Linked DNA regions of Mus musculus: all the other regions are linked to region 3. Evidence: chromatin contacts called from public Hi-C and HiChIP or PLAC-seq data. All regions are on one chromosome and are shown on one strand. Each heading gives the region's core, a stretch centred on a gene start, on an enhancer-like site or on the middle of the called end of the contact. The rest is flanking DNA. Distances are from core to core; before and after follow the strand shown. Region 1 overlaps Gm39496 (a long non-coding RNA gene). Region 2 has its middle 83 kb from the start of Gm46687. Region 3 has its middle 43 kb from the start of Gm26314.

The links. A called contact is a pair of places that touch in the nucleus more often than the background predicts. HiChIP or PLAC-seq counts read pairs in DNA pulled down with a chosen protein or histone mark.
Region 1: a Hi-C map of neural progenitor cells shows a contact between it and region 3, with 2.5 times the contacts expected there. The contact joins two enhancer-like sites. A contact is called at or near these places in 3 of 484 Hi-C or Micro-C datasets (the HL-1 cell line, muscle stem cells and neural progenitor cells).
Region 2: a contact with region 3 is called in an H3K4me3 HiChIP or PLAC-seq map of stem cell-derived neural progenitor cells, with 2.4 times the contacts expected there. The contact joins two enhancer-like sites. A contact is called at or near these places in 3 of 115 datasets of contacts at active chromatin or transcription factors (embryonic stem cells, large pre-B cells and stem cell-derived neural progenitor cells).

The regions. Positions count from the first base shown.
Region 1 is chrX:11,492,404-11,496,433 of GRCm38.p6, forward strand. All of the region lies in intron 5 of Gm39496 (a long non-coding RNA gene), which reads right to left. Among named protein-coding and RNA genes, the nearest start is that of Gm39496, 31 kb to the right of the region's middle. Within about 2 kb of position 1,753, at least 48 of the 459 cell types and tissues checked have an H3K27ac peak or open chromatin away from gene starts, as enhancers often do. A contact at or near this core is called in neural progenitor cells, where this site is marked.
Region 2 is chrX:12,173,965-12,177,978 of GRCm38.p6, forward strand. No RefSeq gene overlaps it. Among named protein-coding and RNA genes, the nearest start is that of Gm46687, 83 kb to the left of the region's middle. Within about 2 kb of position 1,312, at least 9 of the 459 cell types and tissues checked have an H3K27ac peak or open chromatin away from gene starts, as enhancers often do. A contact at or near this core is called in stem cell-derived neural progenitor cells, where this site is marked.
Region 3 is chrX:11,806,031-11,809,659 of GRCm38.p6, forward strand. No RefSeq gene overlaps it. Among named protein-coding and RNA genes, the nearest start is that of Gm26314, 43 kb to the right of the region's middle. Within about 2 kb of position 1,416, at least 113 of the 459 cell types and tissues checked have an H3K27ac peak or open chromatin away from gene starts, as enhancers often do. A contact at or near this core is called in neural progenitor cells and stem cell-derived neural progenitor cells, where this site is marked.

The DNA.
Region 1 (4,030 bases), core at 503-3,002, 310 kb before region 3:
TTTCTGAGCTCAGAGGCCTTGGATGGGTGGGAACAAAAGCCCACACTGGTTGAGGGAGAGAGCCACAGGACTCCACAGCAGTAACATTCAAAATATTTAACAACTGGGACAGCCTGGACTGCGGCCATTCAATAGGAGCCGAGACTTGGGATTTTCCAGTTGTGTCAGGCAGACCAGTTGGAGGACATAGGTACCTGGGGGCAAAGATGGAGGAGCATTTCAACATTGCAGATACTGGTAGGATTAGTGATCCAAATCCCAGTCCCAAAGCCCTTCCTGAGCTAGACTCCATACCCCTGCTGGCTCACAATACCTCACTCTTTGGTGTATAGGACAGCCACAAGTTGGCTATCTGTCCCAATCCAAAAGCTTCTGACAGAGGCCCATGTCTTGGCGGAGACTGGCTTAGATGGCCCGGTCTTCTAAGACCCATGGCTCACAAAACTGAGACTCCTGGTGTTGAGTGCCCCTCCACTCTCGCGCTGTCCACCCATCTTTACCTTTATTGCTATAGCATCATGGCAGCAAAAAAGAAAAGGCTACTTCACCCCCCACCATTCCAGCCTCATGCTAACAGTCCTGTCTTCCATCTAGCTTAGCCTCATGAAGTCATAAGGAGCCATCACCACCAGGAGACATGAGATCTCAAGGCCTTGCTCTTTTGGTACAAAGCTACTTAACCCATCTCAACAAGGTTTGGTGACCACGCATTGGTCACTTTTGTTTTAAACCATCACATTTGGAGATTGTAAATTGCTATGCGCAAAGACATAAATCACATTACCTGGAATTGTGTGGACTGAAATAGAAATACAGTGGACTTCACACTTGTGTCATATTTTCCTACTGAATAATCAGACTGGCAAGACTCCTCTCTGCCTCAGTTTACTCATCAAGGACATGGGATGGATGTGCAACCTGCCTATATCTCAGGGTTTGGGGGGAAGACCAAAGGCCATAGATGATAGTGTCCTCCCTAGTCTGTAAAAGCAACACTCCAAATGAGCCTATAAGTAGCCCCATCCCCTTTCATGGTTAAAATACCCTCACTGTCTAGTCTGCCTCCAAAACAGCCTTCTGTGCTCTCGAGGCAGGGGCGGGGGCGGGGGCGGGGGGGGCACAGAGGGAGGCATACCCTTGCCCAGCATTGCCAGAGTGCAACGTTCTGAAGCCCAAACCATTATCCCTAGTACTTGTTTGGGCAAGGACCCACCACTGCAAGACAACCTCGTCACCTCAGCATTTCTATAAAAAGATTGCTCAGGCTTTAGAGCCTGGCTGACAGACAAGGCTGGGAGTGTGTGTGTGTGTGTGTGTGTGTGTGTATGTGTGTGCGTGTGTGTGTGTACATGCACATGTGCAGAAATGCTCTCCTAATAGCTGACCTCAGCTTAGAATCCATATTTACCCTAAAGTCTCCGGTTCTGCTGGCAGAAAAGGAATGAGGAATGGATTCAAGTTAGAGAGAGAGAGAAAGAGAGAGAGAGAGAGAGAGAGAGAGAGAGAGAGAGCACTATGCTCTGAAGAATAGGGCTGGGCAGAGATGTCTGCGGAGCTGATCTGTAGCTTTGAGCGGCCAACACAATGGACCTCTGGGTGGGCTCAGAGAGCCCCCCTCCCTAGCCCCCGACCTCCTGCCCGTGACACAGATAAGGACCTAGAGGACTGCTCCAAGCTGCTTCGTGTGCCCCCGGCCAGCCGGCAGCGAGGCCAGCCTGGTGTGAGTGGCAGCAAAGATAAACGGCGGTCGCACGGGCATTGAATGCCCCAACACAAAAGGCCGCCTCTCCCCGAGTCCCTCTGAGGCCCAGATGGTCAGGGAAGCCCTTTCCCGCCTCACAAAGAGGATCGCTGCGTGTCTTTTTCTTTTAAAATGGAATAAAAAAAAAAAAAGCCATTGCTCACAAAGGACCTGGATGAAAAATAAACCCTTAAAAAAAAAAAAAAAACAGCCTCTCCTCGCTCAGCAGCCCGGCATTTCTTCCGACTGTCAGACTTAGCAGATTGCTTTCTGGAAAGGATCCAATTGGCAAGACCTGCCGCTGTGCAAATGAAATTTTAAAACCCCGCTCCTTGTTGCACTCAAAGAGCTTTTCTCTCTCTGCTTGTTCTACACGGCCTCGTAGAATTATTCTCTTGTCTCTCGTTGTATCGGAAACTAATATTCCCCCGCTTTCCCACCCCACATGAGGGGTCCTCACCCCAGCTGGGGATTTGGGTAATCAGGGACGGCTGGAGCACCACTCCAGACCCCACGTTCATTCCCCACCTGGGCTCCATCTCACAGAATCACCTACTAATTAGGAGAAAGCCTCGCTCCTGAAGAGAATAAACACTCCTGAGATGCCTGCCTCCCCTCCTGGTTCTCCTGCCCCCCCTGCTTCAATAATGAGATAAGTGTTTGGGGGATGCGGGAGACAGGATAACGGGGACGTTCTTCACACACAAGGTTTGACACCCGTCAAGCCTGTGACACCAGCTCTGTTTGGCTGCCATACCCCTGGTGAAAAGTCAGCAGGAAAAAAATAGCCACAGGACTTGTCTGCGTTTGACAAGCTGCCTTAGCGTGTGATGAACTTGTAGAGGCAAGGCAAACCAGATGCATCAGAATTGTCCTGGGTCCGGGAGCCTGAGTTCGAATTCTAAGGCTGCCCCAATAACAGTGTGCCAGGTATGTGTCAGTGTTCCCCTTTCCTTGGTGCTGGTGCCCTCCTCAAGCTCATTCCTGGGACTGTAAGCTAGGCAATCAAACAGGAAAACATTGTGCCATGGACCAGTTCCATGTTTTGTGCACCTTTTTAGTATGTCTACGAGGTTTCGAGTGTTAGAATCTTTGTCTCCACTGTAGCAATGTGGGGGTGATGGAACCTTTAAGAGGTGGAACCAAGTAAAACGTGCTAAAGTCATGGGCAGCACTGCTTTCCAAAGAGGTTAAGGTGCTGTGCATGGGATCCTAGCGCTCTCTCAAGGATGAGTGATGTAAGTCTAACAACCCCTGAATGGGGACCCATTTTTTCTGGGCATGGTGGTGCATGCCTTTAATCTTATCACTTTGGGGGGGGGGGCAGAAGCAGGTAGATCTTTTGAGTTTCAAACCAGTAAGTTTCAGGACACCTGGGGGTCTATGTAGAGAGACTCTGTCTCCAAAAGAAAATAAAAAACAATGTGGTCTTTTCCTCCCTTACCTATTCCCACCAGGATACCATGAGATCTTCACCATAGCCAATCTGATGTTAGTACTGTGCCCTTCCATTCCCAAAACTTTGAACAGAGTAGACCTCCTCTGTTTGTAAAGTTGGCCTGCCTGAGGTATTTCATTATAGCAACAGAACACAGGTGACTACAGATAGATTTCCTTACCAGCCCGCATGCTTCACTCCTTCCTGTAGTCATACTTTTTGCAATGGGACTTCGTAGCCCTTCTCCTTAAGGGGCACAGTTCATTTTCCTAGCCTTTAGTTTGGATTTAAATACTTGACCTCCTTTGGCCCATGAAGTGAGGGAGGTAGGACAAGAGCTGATCCCAATCTTAGTCCCCAGGAGACATGGTTACTTACACTCATCCTCTTGGGTTTCTGTCATCTCCTGGCAGAAGGTTCCTCTGAGCACCAAATAGACATATACAGAGCAAAGCCAAACCATAAAATTCTTTTAGGGTAATGATACCCCCTTCTCTCGTGGCTGGTTGCCTATATTCAATAGTCTGGGTGGTGGGGCAGCAACCCTAAAAATGTCTGATAGACCACAGCCATGCCCCTATTTCCCTATTTAGGCCAAGGGCATTCATACTTCATTATGAATTCATTGACTACAGATTTACTGAGCATCTGATGTATAAAGGAACCTTAACCCAAAAGAAATGTGGAGCTCCAGGCAAAAACAATGCTACCCTCTGTTAAGGGATGTAGGGATCCAGAGAGGAGATGTCTTCCTTTAAAAAGAGGACTTCCATACTGCTATATCAGGGAGCTGGAGAAGGATTGGAAAAGAAAGCTGTCTAAATATTCACTTGTTCCCTTGGTAGTTAAAC
Region 2 (4,014 bases), core at 62-2,561, 370 kb after region 3:
CAAGCGTTGCAGCCAGTGAAGGGTAAGACCAGCTCTCCTGCTCTCATGACCCCAGGGCCAGCTCTTTTGCCTGCTGAAGATGATAAGGGGCAAGGTAAAGGGAGGACATCTCTCCCTTGCCCATGCCACTGTACAACAAAGTAGTGGTGGGGCCAGTTCACCCTTGCTCCTGCCACCAGGGCCAAGCCATCTTCTTAATCCTGGCTTATTTATTTATGACAGGGCCTCATGTAGCTGAGGCTGACCTCAAATTCACTGTCTAGCCAAAAATAACCTTGAATTCGTACTCCCGCTGTGAGTGCTGAAATCACCATTCGCAGTTTATGCAGTGTTGAGAATTGAACCCAGGACATCTTCATACATGCTGGGCCAGTACTCTGCTAACGGAGCTACATCCCCAGCCCTTCCTCTATCTTCTGTCTGCTCTGAATGTCTGCCCTTCTTAGTACCTTGGCTTCTGGTCATCCTTTAATTCTCAGTTACAGCACTATGACCTGGGAACCATTCCTGAATCCCACAAGCTGTCCTTGTTCTCATTACAGCACAAAAGCAGGCTGCTGCCTTGGTAACCTGTCTGTCCCCTACTGGACTGCAAGCCACCAAGGCCAGGAATGTTGTCCTTTTTGTCCTCACCCCCATCCCCTATCCCCTTTGCACAGGGAACCCTCAGAGTTTAATTCAGTTGCTGGCATAAACATTGGTGCTTTATAAGTAGATAACTCACGCCACCACCCCATATACAGCTTCATCTTTCTTTACCTAGTTCTCAATCAATCAATGGGTCTCTCCAGCTTTATTGCCTATTTCCAACCATTCCCAAGGACTTTAGGCAGCAAGCAGGTGCTTCCTTTCCTGTGAAGGTGTGTGAGTGACAATATTTTCTGAAGCAATGATCAGGACACGTGATCTGACACATGCTTTAACACATGGGATGGAATATTTTAAATCCCCACTGACTGGGCAGATTTGGGCAGTGTGGTTCCATTATGGAAGTTGTGGGGGAGGGGGCAGCCAAGGACCAGGGACTCATTATACACCCCTGGAGTGGGCAGAACACTCACTGCCTTCAGGACCTCTGCCATGTGGGGAGTGGCCCCCAGAGCTAGCCCAAGACGGAGTTGAATTTGTGGCAGAAACAAGCAGTCATTAAGACCATATGCTCTATTTCTAATCGATGGCTGTTAGATGTAATTCCCCGACATTTCATTCATTTTTACTGCCTCCCCTTCAGGGGCAAGAAGAACAGCGTTGTTAGGCTGCATTTATGGATGAGGGGACTCTGAAGCAGAGAGGTTAAATGGCTCAGCCCCAGTCCCCAAGTGAATCAGACACACAGCCAGCCTCGGAACCAGGTTTCCGACTTGAGCTTCTATGCCAAGATCCCTCGGGGCACATTTCCTTTCTCATTTGCATAAATCATCAACATTTTTTTTTCCAGGCTTGTGCTGAGAAAGCCCCTTTTCAAACAGCGGAAACTCCTTTTGCCTTCTGTCGCTGGAGTTTGATTTTATGAACCAAATTCTTTTACTTCAACAGGGAGACTTGCTATTTTCCCTTCCGTTGAGCCCTTTTCGAAAGAGGTCATGACCTTTGCTTCTAGATGCAATGGAACTGGGGGAGCCCGCCTGAATGAAACATGATCTGGAGCCCATATCAAGTGTAATTTCAACTAATGTTCAAAATACCATGCGGTTGATTATAAATCTTGCCTCCTGGCAGGTTATCAGAAAACTAAGAATGGTTAAATGCTGCTACTAGGTTTGAACTCTGTGGGGCGGAAGGCACGCTTCCAACACTCGGATCGGATTCCTGGAGTTAGAAATCAGAAACTGGACATGTCAGGGCCACACAAGCTCGGAGACATTGCAGTTGGGAAATCTGTAGAAACTCATACCTGTCATGGCTGCTATGTGGGCCAGGACTTCTAATTAGCCTCATAATTACATAATTGCTCACGATCCTTTCAGGTCCTGAAGAAATTCTTAGCTTGTGACCTCATGTGCTTCCTGGTCCTTCGGTGACTCTGTGGGTACAAACCTCACTTCCTGGGAACCCAGCAGTGCTTAGCACATTGCTGACTCCTGAGGAATTGCACTGATTGTCTGGAGAGAGAGGGAAATCTTCGCTATGTGTTTGGGGAAAGCTTCCCCTCCCTGTCTTGTTCCTTACATTGGATAATCAAAAGAATTTATGCCTGCCTGCCCTGTTTGTGTGTGTGTGTGTGTTTGTTTGCCATAAGGGGGCCGGGAAAAAGTAATACTTCTCTCCTAAATCTTTAGTGAGATACAATTTAGCCTAGATTTGTCTACACGGTATTCTCTTACTTTATAGTACTTACCAGACTGGTCACCTATTATGGCAATAATGGTGCAAATCAGAAGTTTTCAGCACAGCCAAACTCAGCCTTAGATTTCTTGTTGCTGGCTGTGGAAGTAGTTGGGGTGGGGATAGAGGTGGGGTCTGCTGAATTTAGCCCAGTTGTCTTGTACTTCATCTTGGGCCAACACCTTTTCTCCTTCTCTCCACCCCCTCCCTCTCACTAGCTCTCACCCTATAGTCAAGGATGTAGTTTTCAGCTACTGTCTCAACATCATGCTCCCCCAGGCATAATGATACTGGACTATCATTGAAGCTGTAAGCAAGCCCCCTTTTATGAAAGTTGTCTTGGTCATAGTGTCTTCTTACAGCAATAGAATAGTGACTAGAACAGGGGGGGCTTAAAGGGCATACATCTGCTTATGTTGGGTCCTCCTGAGGTCTTACATATGATGGGACACTTTTTCTCTGGGCCCTTAGGTGTTCTTTCTTCTGGGCACAGCATCTCTCTCTCTCTCTCTCTCTCTCTCTCTCTCTCTCTCTCTCTCTCTTTCTCTCTCTCTCTGTTGTTTGTTTGTTTTTTTGAAACAGGGTTTCTCTGTATAGCCCTGGCTGTCCTGGAACTCACTCTGTAGACCAGGCTGGCCTTGAACTCAGAAATCTGTCTGACTCTGCCTCCTAAGTGCTGGGATTATAGGCGTGCGTCACCACGCCCGGCTACACAGCATCTCTTAGTGTCTCCGTGTGCCTAAATTCCTTCCTCTTATAAGCATTCTACTTAAACTGAATTAGGGTCCACCTCCCACCCCATCACCATTCACTTCACAACCTTTATATTTTTATTTCTTGTGTGTGTGTGTCTGTGGTATACATGACATGTATGCATATTGTCAAATGTGTGGTCATGTGTATATGTGCAGGTACACACACTCTTGGAAGCATATGTATAAAAGCCCTAAATTAATGTTGGCTATCTTCCTAAGTAGCTCTTTATTTTATCTATCTATCTATCTATCTATCTATCTATCTATCTATCTATCTATCCATCTATCCGTCTGTCTGTCTGTCTGTTTAGGGACAGTCTCATTATATAGCCTTGGCTGTCCTGAAACTAATTATGTACACCAGGCTGGCCCCACACTCAGAGAGTTCCATCTGCCTCTGCGTCTCAAGCACTAGAATTAAAAACATATATCATCCCACCACCTAGCAACCATTTGGGGGGGCAAGGTCTCTCACTGAACTCAAAGTTCACTAATTCTGGCTAGTCTAAGTAGCCAACTTGTCCTAGGAATCTTATCTGCCTCTTGAATGCTGGGATTACAGGCAAGCAGCATACTTCCCTGACTTTCACATCTATCCCGGGGCTCTGAACTCTGGTCCTCATGCTTGCCCAACAAGCACCTTTTCTGTTGAGCCATGTGCCCAGCACTCATCAGCCTGTGAAAGTCTCTACTTCCAACTGTGTCAGTACCTCTAGCTGTAGGAGGGGACGGTGGACAGAGACTATTAGGGATGAGGAGTGCAGGTGACAGTGTAGTTCATCAGATCATCACTCCTTTCCACTCCCTCTTGAGGTGTGCGCTTCCCTGTCCCTGGACTTTGGCCTTGACTGTGTGACATGATTTAGTTCAATAGACTGTGAGCAGGTGCTTAACCAGAAAAAGGATTTCTACATGGCTGCCCCATTTGGCCTGC
Region 3 (3,629 bases), core at 166-2,665:
TGTACTGTACGAATATTAAAGCATTATCTCACTGTTTTAATCACAACTGCTTTGGGATGGCCTTGTTCGTCCTGGTAATGAAGCCAGGCTCAGCGGTCGGACCTGCAAGAGCTGGTACAGCTGCTAGGTAGTTCTTAACCTTTGGGGCTGCCTCAGATCCCCTTTAAGAATCCTCCTTTTGGAAAATTGTGTACCTACTCAGAATTTTGATGCTACTTCCAGGGGTTGCAGCTCCCTACTTCAGGGTCTTGCACAGTTCTAACACATATACACACACCACCACCACCACCTCCACCAATGAGAAGCCAAACTAATGTTTGAGAAGCCGGTGGGGTAGAAGACACCATAGCAAGACCGAGAAGTCTCCTAGACCACAACGGGACGGGCACAGAAAGGGTTAAAGGGGTGTAAGGGTTTGTTTTTCACCTCTGAGAGTTGTTATGGGTCATTAAGAACACACACAAGGCCCAGTGAACATTCCATTCGATAGGCCTGCCTCCAGCACAGAGCCCTGCTTCTCCACAAGATAAGTCCTGTATGTGAAGATTGGTCCAGCTGCCCAGAAAGGGTGGATGGAAAATCACCCCAGATAAGGCAATTGCTACTGCAAGAACCGTACCTCTGGAGGGGATTGTCCAAGAGGCAGCCTAAGGAGCTGCTGCTCTAGGCAGTTTTGGAGGAGGAACATGTCCCCTCCGGGCGCAGCCTCTTGCCTGGGCTGTTCTGAGGAGTCAGGTCCCTGCAGTTCTGGGGTGGGCCCCCCTCGAAAATGCCTCAGCTACCTTCTGCTAGAGCCACATAATGCTTACTCCCTCTTCCCCCAACAGACACATCCACCAGGGCCTTAGGGCACCCTAGTCCTGGTGCACCACCCAGGTGGTACCTGTCTCTGTGCAGGTGAGGGGAAAGGCCTGAGGAAAACACCATTACTGATAAGTAACAGCTCCTTTCAGGTTTAACGACACGTTGCATCCATCCTAAAGCTCTCAAAGGGGGGGGGGGCAGCCTTCTCGAGGTACAGCGCCTCGCGCCTGTAAATAGAAACGGCAGGCTGGTGCGCGCGGGGGCGGGACGGCGCAGCGCTAGGGTGTAAATTAACTGGGGGCAACAGAGTAAATACATTACACATGGTATTTATTATGCGTCCGGACCTCGGAGGGGTTCTCCGACTTCTGGACACAGCAAATCTTGTCCCGGACGCCGCAGGCCTTGCGGTGGAAACCGCTGGCGAGGGCAGCCGGGGACTGCGGGGGACTGGGGAAGGAGGGGGGTGACAGCTCTGCGTTGTCTGCCGATCGGAACCCCCCTTCCGGCGACTGCAGCGGGAAAAGGGCTCGGGCTCTGATAGTTGTGGCACCGAGAGCTGCCGGGGCTCCAGGCCAGTCAGGGAGGGCTGCGGGGTGGGGACGGGCGACGCGCCGGGCCCCTTAGCATTCCGCCAGCGCGCCCGCCATCGCCGCGTGCGCCCCCGCGCCCCGCTGTAATTACCCCGATTACCAAATGAATCTGGCGCTTTTGTGCTCGCCAGGCGGTGGGTGCGGGGAGGCAGTTCTAATAGTTGTCATTAGGGCCGCGGAAGGCGGGGCGCCGGGGGAGGGGGGTGGGGAGCGCGGGCGGGGGAGGCCGCCGCTCCCTCGCTGGCTGGCTCGCTCGCGGGCGGTCCCGGGCGGCGCGCAGGCCGCTGCTGGCTGCTGAGTAATGATTTTTTTTTTCTAATTGGAGGCGAACAGCGGCCCTAATGGATGGAGCCGCTCTCGGCGCGCTCGCTGCGCCCGCCCCTCGATCGATACGGCTTGCTAACACCGCGGGCCTGAGCTCCCCGGCCCTTTGTGGTCCGAGATGCTGCAGGGGCCCCCCAATCTCCCGCCCCCTCACCTTGAGCCGCCTCGGCCTTGCTCCCTGTCTCGAAACTAACTCCCCAAATGCCCTCACCCACCACCCGCCACCTCTGAACATTCCATTCCCTTGCCCCTTCCGGGACCCGGAGCCCCAGCTCCCCTCTCCATGCACTCTTCTGCCTTTCTTCAATCGCCACTTGAGTGTCCTCCACCTTCCTGGACACTATCCTCTTCTGCCCTCCCATGCGCCTGCCAGCTTAGCAGCCAGGGAGGACTAGAGGGATAATGTAGGGAGCCTACTGGCCCTAGATTACCACCCCCTTCATCCCCTCTTGGTCACCACACCTCCACCTCCAGTCCTAGACCTGGAGGAAAGCCAGAAACAGAGCTGCCTCTGAGTGCTTGGGCAGACTGGTCCAGGAAGAGTTTCCTTGAGTCCAATCACATCCCCAAGTTCTTTCCTTCCTGGGCCCTCTCGGGCACCAAAACTCAAACCCACTCTAATTCGAACCCTTCAGCTTTGTGGAGGGGCAGAGGCCAGACAGGTCTTTGGGAGGTGAAGGATCAAACAAACTTGTGGTTTTGCAGGTCCTGTTCCCATACTGACACTAACAAGCTGGTGACCTTGGCCAAGGACTCAGCCTGGGAAACAAGCCTTCTATTCTACACCTAGCAGAAGCTCACCCAGACCCACAAGCTAGATCCCTGGGGTACAGTTTTAATAGCTAAGCCTGCTTACTCTTCCCAGCAGTTTACAGACCTTTCCAGATACGGACAGCGGGGGGGCGGGGGGGGGGTGGCGTGGCGGGGAGGGGATCCCTCCATCACTTCTTCACCCATTCATTCACACCAGTTACTTCCTGGCACAATAAGCACTTACTTGATTGTGTATTGCCAGTCTTCTCCCTGATACTACATAATCTCTACAACGTATAGGATTTGTATCTATCCTCTATCCTCAGTGTTTAAGGCAGCCTGGAACACAGTAGGCACTCAATAAAGTTTTAGTTGCATCAACAGACAGAAGGAGTCTGAACTGGCCTAACTTCTTCCTTTGCTTCCTGGTAGCACATTGCTTTTCCCAGAATACAGGCACAGCAGTGTCTCTTGGGTCTCTGCTTTTCCAGAACGTTGCCACTATCCCCTGAATGGGGACGTCTTTTTCACCTCAACTTGAACTTGGGTGGCGCAGCCTGCCGTGGAGTAGGCTTGGAAAGCAGAGGGGCCATTCTGGCAAGTTCTCTGAAATTGGAGCTGTAGCGCTTGTATGCCAGGGAGGAATCACGAAGCACGAATCACGGATCAGCAGTCACTCCACAGCAGCACACATGCTGACTTTCAAGGAGAACTCCATAAGGAGGGATTCAGAAGGGCTGAATCAGCCACAGAGGCCCCCTCCTCAGACCATCCAGAGAGAGCTTCCCATGAGAAAGGCCAAGTAGCTGACAACTTCCAGCTCTAGAGCCTAAAGGCTTTGTCTCAGCCTTTAGGCCAAGCCTCCCCACTGCATGTAGGGAGCGCTGTCCTTTGTGGCTAGCCATTTCTTCACTGGCTAAGCTCTCCTGGTATTTCCCACCTATGTCCCTGGGACCTCCTTTCATCTAATTCCTGGAGGATCCAACTGACACAGGCAGAGAAACCGACTCCTTTCACCATAGTGAATCCACTCTGAAGCCCTCTCAGCCACACACTGTCTCATCCCCCGCAAAGCTACCAGATGAGAATGGGGGAGGGTGTTAAAGACCAAGTGACTTGCACAAGACCTTGCAACTAGGCCTTGATGGACACAAA